2 separate regions of the Oryctolagus cuniculus genome follow, and region 1 is linked to region 2. Evidence: chromatin contacts called from public Hi-C data. All regions are on one chromosome and are shown on one strand. Each heading gives the region's core, a stretch centred on a gene start, on an enhancer-like site or on the middle of the called end of the contact. The rest is flanking DNA. Distances are from core to core; before and after follow the strand shown. Region 1 holds the start of A3GALT2 (alpha 1,3-galactosyltransferase 2). Region 2 overlaps PHC2 (polyhomeotic homolog 2).

Evidence for each region. A called contact is a pair of places that touch in the nucleus more often than the background predicts.
Region 1: a Hi-C map of liver shows a contact between it and region 2, with 4 times the contacts expected there. The contact joins the promoter of A3GALT2 here to the enhancer-like site in region 2. A contact is called at or near these places in 3 of 6 Hi-C or Micro-C datasets (ear pinna, liver and psoas muscle).

The regions. Positions count from the first base shown.
Region 1 is chr7:139,294,911-139,297,866 of mOryCun1.1, reverse strand. It overlaps A3GALT2 (alpha 1,3-galactosyltransferase 2), which reads right to left and starts at 1,560. Exons shown (of 5, transcript XM_070078794.1): 1 at 1-1,560.
Region 2 is chr7:139,251,231-139,254,257 of mOryCun1.1, reverse strand. All of the region lies in intron 7 of PHC2 (polyhomeotic homolog 2), which reads right to left. Among named protein-coding and RNA genes, the nearest start is that of A3GALT2, 44 kb to the left of the region's middle. Within about 2 kb of position 1,582, at least 2 of the 8 cell types and tissues checked have an H3K27ac peak or open chromatin away from gene starts, as enhancers often do.

The DNA.
Region 1 (2,956 bases), core at 311-2,810, 44 kb before region 2:
ACGCCAGGCCATTCAGTTCACTCCGTGGAGTGCTTGTAGCTCCCCAGTGAAGGGGGCGCGTGCACCAGGCACCCAGGACGGCGTGGGAACCAAGGTAACTGGCAGTGACGGTTCTGTCGAAGTGGACGCTGGGTAGTGTCAGCTCTGTGATGACCCCGTTGCGGGTCACACTCTACCCCATAGGTACATAGTGTGGAGGCTCCCCCAGGGGCACAGGGCAAATCCCGAAGCTAAGGGCGGTGCCCGCTCCCCAGTTCCACTTCAAACCGCCACTCCCTTGCCTGGGACAGCCACTGGATCGTGAAGATAGTGCTGTCACAGGTTCGCGCCTTAGATGGTCGTCCGTGATGCCGCGGCCAGCCTCTGGCCGGGCTGCCCACCGCTCCCCTGCAGTGTGCTCAGTAAGCCTAACTCTGCTCGCCGACTGCCCTGCTGAATTTTTTTCCTCACTGGGGCCACTGGCCTTGGCTGCTCGTGTCCCGAGACGTTTTGGTAGCTTCTCTGATTGCCAGGAACCAACCTCCCACATGTGGCGCCATAGGCAGCAGCAGCTCCTCCGGGAGAATCCATGCCTGCTGTTGGCCTCCTGGTCACTCCCAGCCCTTCCCCCCGTCTCTGGCCTGGGAGCTTGCCCATGTGTGGGTCACTCTGGTGGCATGGGGAGGCCCCGTGCTCGCCCTGGGAGCGGAGGACCCCTTCCATTCCATCTTGGGGGGCTCCCTCTCTCCCTGCTTCTCAACTGACCACCCCTCTTGGGACCACACTGGCCTGAAAGACTTGTGGTGCCACTCTCCTTGCTGAGAAGGTGCTGTCGGGCCCTCCAGTGGGCGGGGCACTCTGCTGAAGCCGACTCCCATTGGAACCGGGCTCTCCCTGACAGACGCCCTGGCAAAGCTTTGCAGGGTTGTCTCTTGGGTGGGGCATTTTCTCCTCTTGTCCCGATGTGTGGTGGTTCTGAAGAATGGGACGATCTCCTTAACTGGGATCAGCTTGGCCCCCTGACCCCAAAAACAGGCGTCACATTTTCTTTTGTAATGTTGCCTGGACCCAGCAGACTTCCAGAACGGGCGGCCAGTCCTTGAGCAGAACTCTGAGTTACGATGCTGTCCTCAGCGTGATCTCTCGTCGCCGTCTGTAAGATCATCTGTTGTCTTTGTGAGCCTGACTGCTTAGGAAAGCTGTCCTTAACTTATTTATGTTTAAAGATTTGTTCAGGCCGGCGCTGCGGCTCAATAGGTTAATCCTCCACCTATCGGCACCGGCACAAGAGGTTCTAGTCCCGGTCGGGGCGCCAGATTCTTTCCCGGTTGCCCCTCTTCCAGGCCAGCTCTCTGCTGTGGCCCGGGAAGGCAGTGGAGGATGGCCAAAGTCCTTGGGCCCTGCACCCTATGGGAGACCAGGAGAAGCACCTGGCTCCTGCCTTCGGATCGGCACGGTGCGCCGGTCGCAGCACACTAGCCAGTCGTGGCGGCCATTGGGGGGTGAACCAACGGCAAAAGGAAGACCTTTCTCTCTGTCTCTCTCACTATCCACTCTGCCTGTCAAAAAAAAAAAAAAAAAAAGATTTGTTCATTTATTTTGAAAGTCAGTTTGGGAGAGGCAGAGAGAGACAGAGATCCATCTTCCATCCACTGGTTCACTCCCTAGATGGCCACAACGGCTGGGAGGCTGGGCCAGGCTGAAGCCAGGACCAGGAACTCCATTCGGGTCTCACGCCTACGAAACAGCTCAGCCTAAAGCTTAGCAATGGACCCCAGGTAAAGTTAGTCTAAGAGCCACTCCTGAAACCTTTTGGGTGCTCAGATGTGGCTGAAAGTGTTTCTGACACTGTCTCCTAGGGGTCAGATATTCCCTCCCAGCGTGGGACGGGACCAACAACCAGCTCACAGCCAGCCTGGCTAGGAGGGACAAACAGACCCTGGCTACAGGGCGACTGACTGATCAGTGGTGTGCGCCGAAAAATTCTGTTATCACATGGAGGGGATAAAAATCAAGATGGAATCCTGGTGTCGATCCTAAACAAAATCAGAAAAAGCCAACAGGTTGCAAAGGAAGGGTTCTTAGGTGTGACTGCCTGAGAGTAACTCAGCGTGTCTCCTCCAGAACACGCAAACACAACTCTCCTCCAGGTGGGGCCACCTACAGGCCCCTGGGTAACAGGACATTTCTAGGGCATCACCTCCTCCTCCTCGAGGCTCTGCCACTGCGGGAGCCCCGCAGCTGGGACACTGGGACACCCTGAAACCCTGGCACAGTTCCAGGGCGGGACACAACACCCCGGTTCAGCACGAAGCAGTTACAGGAGACCTTCCGAGTGCCACAGACTTGTCACTGCTGGCCCGCTGGGAATGCAGAGGGTTGCCCCAGCTCCCCTGCTCTGCCCAGATATGCAAATCACCTAGCTGGGAAAACCTGTTGGATCATGGGAAAACTCACCCTGACTGGGAAGACACTGCAGATAAATGTATGCCTCCTAGTTTGCAGCTGTTTAAACGCGCAGCCTCTGGCCGTCCTGGTACGGCATTGCTCACTGCTCTGGTGAGTGCTCTCACCACCCGTGACACTGTTCAGTCAGATGCTTCTTGCAGCATGTACAATTAGTGTTAATAAAAAGGAAAAAAGCTTAATGTTTAGAGATGGAAATGCTAACTTAAAAAGTGCTCGCTATAAACCATCTGGGAGCTGTGATACCAGTTCAGTGGATGAGGATCACGACTTTAAAAGCACCAAGAGAAAGGGAGACAGGCTAGGAATGGACTGCATGTCAAGGGTACTGTTTCATGAAACATGTTGCTGACACCCAAGGAAAGAGAGGTCTTCAAGAAGTTCATGGAAAATGTGTATCATCAAAGCTATGCGTGGATTTCTAGATTTTTTTATTTTTTGTGGCACCAAAGTACTTTTTGAGACTTACTTATTTGAAAGGCAGAGTTACAGACAGAGCGAAAGGTCTTCC
Region 2 (3,027 bases), core at 333-2,832:
CTCATCTGTGAAATGGATAAACGTTCCTAGCACACAGAGTTCTTTTGAAGGTGGGGGAAGTGGTGTGCACAGGACCACCCAGCACATCGGCTGGTACGAGGTGGAGTTGGTTAGCGCTGGCGCCCGCCCGGGGCCTCAGTGCTACCACACAGCCTCAGGAGGAGCCCGCACTCACTCCAGAACTGCCCTTAGGATTTCAGGGTCTGTCTGAGGTTTGGAGAGAGGCTGCATGGCCCAAGGCTCTCGGGAAGTCCTGAGGCCCCAGGGTTTCTCCAAGGCTTGTGGGCTGAATGAGAACATTCGAGAAACACTGCCTTACGCCCTAGCTCTAGTCCAAACTGCTGTCAATGGTTTCTTTATCCACGAGAGGAAAGCCTAGCCCCGTCTCTGGGGAAACATCTAGAACCACAGTGCAGGGAGCCTCGGCAGGGAGGCGCCTTCCTCCACTCTGCAGGGGCCACCGGAAGGTGGCGGCTGACCTTCAGCCCTGGGTGGCTTTGGAAATCTCAAAAAGGCGAACAGAGAGCCTCGGCTCAGTTTCCCCAACTCAGTGCCGCTTGCTCTCCCTGTGCTTTCCTCCGGCCGTCTGTGTGAGACACACGTGCCATCCCTCTGACCCTCTGTGTCCACCCTGTGCTTACTCCTCAGATGCTGGCGTTGATGGGACTGGCTTAAACATCTGCCCCTTCCTTCTGACTGTGCACTCCTTTAGGTAAGAGATAATATTCGGGGGCCGGCGTGGTGGTACAGACAGTAAAACTGCTGCCTGCACACCGGCATCTTGTTATCTGAGTGAATTTGAGTCCTAGCTGCTCTGCTTCCCATCTAACTCCCTGCTAATGCCCCTAGGAAAGCAGAGGAAGACAGCCCCAGTGCTTAGGCCCCTGAACCCACATGGGAGACCTGGATGGGGTTCCAAGCTCCTGGCTTCAACCTGGTCTAGCCATTAAGGAGTGAACCAGCAGATAGAAGATCTCTGTCTATGTCTCTTCCTCTCTGTTGCTCTGCCTTTTAAATAAGTAAATAAATTAAAAAAAAAAGGATTTTATTTATTTGAGAGGTAGAGTTACAGACAGTGAGAGGGAGAGACAGAGAGAAAAGTCTTCTTTCCGTTGGTTCACTCTCAGATGGCCGCAATGGCCAGAGCCACGCCTATCTGAAGCCAGGTGCTTCCTCCTGGCTTCTCATGGGGGTGCAGGGGCCCAAGCACTTGGGCCATGTTCCACTGCTTTCCCAGGCCACAGCAGAGAGCTGGATCGGAAATGGAGCAGCCGGGACTAGAACCGGCGCCCATATGGGATGCTGGCACTGCAGGCCAAGGATTAACTTAGTGCACCACAGCAGCAATAAATCCTAAAAAGAGAGAAAGCAGCCCTATTTTGATCATCTTCGTTTTAATCCAGGGACAAGGACGCAGCAGGTTCTCAAGGGCAAGAGTGCAGGTTAGACTGGCTGCACACAGCCTGGCTGCGGACACGGGGTTGGCGGCCGCCTGGGGAGCAAAGCCTCGGCTCCCTGTGATGCTTAGTTCTGTGCTCTGACAGCTTGCTCGTGTTCTCCAGGCTGATAAGGCTGGCTTCTAGGGCTCTTGCCAGATTTTTCCATCACAGGTTTCCTATAATAGGCAGTGCTGGGAGGATTTCTGCAGGCAGAGAAGGGAAGCTGGCCAAGGAACACTGATTGGTCCCGACACAGAACTTGCCTCCCACGCTCTGCTGGCCCCCAGGCCAGGGGCTCCATCATGCTCCTCTAGCACTCGCAGCACAGTGCAGCACAGCACCAATAACACCCTACCAGCTGGCTGCCTTCTCACTGAGGCCTAGCTCACAGCAGGTGGTCCTGGACCACTGATCACTGGTCCCTGCATCTCCAGAGCTGGCCAGGGGCGGGGCCCAGGGCCCAAAGGTCCCTGCATCTCCAGAGCTGGCCGGGGGAGGGGCCCGGGGCTCACTGGTCCCTGCATCTCCAGAGCTGGCCGGGGGCGGGGCCCGGGGCTCACAGGTCCCTGCATCACCAGAGCTGGCCGGGGGCGGGGCCCGGGGCTCACAGGTCCCTGCATCTCCAGAGCTGGCCGGGGGCGGGGCCCGGGGCCCAAAGGTCCCTGCATCTGCAGAGCTGGCCAGGGGCGGGGCCCGGGGCTCACTGGTCCCTGCATCACCAGAGCTGGCCGGGGGCGGGGCCCGGGGCTCACAGGTCCCTGCATCACCAGAGCTGGCCGGGGGCGGGGCCCGGGGCCCGGGGCCCAAAGGTCCCTGCATCTGCAGAGCTGGCTGGGGGCGGGGCCTGGGGCCCAAAGGTCCCTGCATCTCCAGAGCTGGCCGGGGGCGGGGCCCGGGGCTCACAGGTCCCTGCATCTCCAGAGCTGGCCGGGGGCGGGGCCCGGGGCTCACAGGTCCCTGCATCTCCAGAGCTGGCCGGGGGCAGGGCCCGGGGCCCAAAGGTCCCTGCATCTCCAGAGCTGGCCGGGGGCGGGGCCTGGGGCTCACAGGTCCCTGCATCTCCAGAGCTGGCTGGGGGCAGGGCCTGGGGCCCAAAGGTCCCTGCATCTCCAGAGCTGGCCGGGGGCGGGGCCCAGGGCCCAAAGGTCCCTGCATCTCCAGAGCTGGCCAGGGGCGGGGCCCGGGGCCCGGGGCCCACTGGTCCCTGCATCACCATATTGGAGGATGAATGTCTGCAGTACAATGAGAAGATGAAGGTCACCCTTTCTAACCTCCCAGAGTGGCTCTCACCTACTTCTGGCTGGCCCCGTCCTGTGTCCTTTTCCCTGAGCCATAGGAATTTCAGAATGGTCTACTGCCAGCCTCCACGCACTCCAGGCTCAGAGCCATGAGTGTGCACCCAAGAATCATAGCAAGGGAGCACTGGCTTATGCCAAGGGGTGTGGCTTCCCTTCCTTAGTCAGGCAGAAGCATGAAGTGGGATCAAGGGCTGGCGAATACCTCCGGACCGGGAGAGAGAAGGGCGGACGCTGCACACCAACGCCCATAGGACGTCAGAAAGCTTCCCCCGACCTGTGCTCTGGGATGC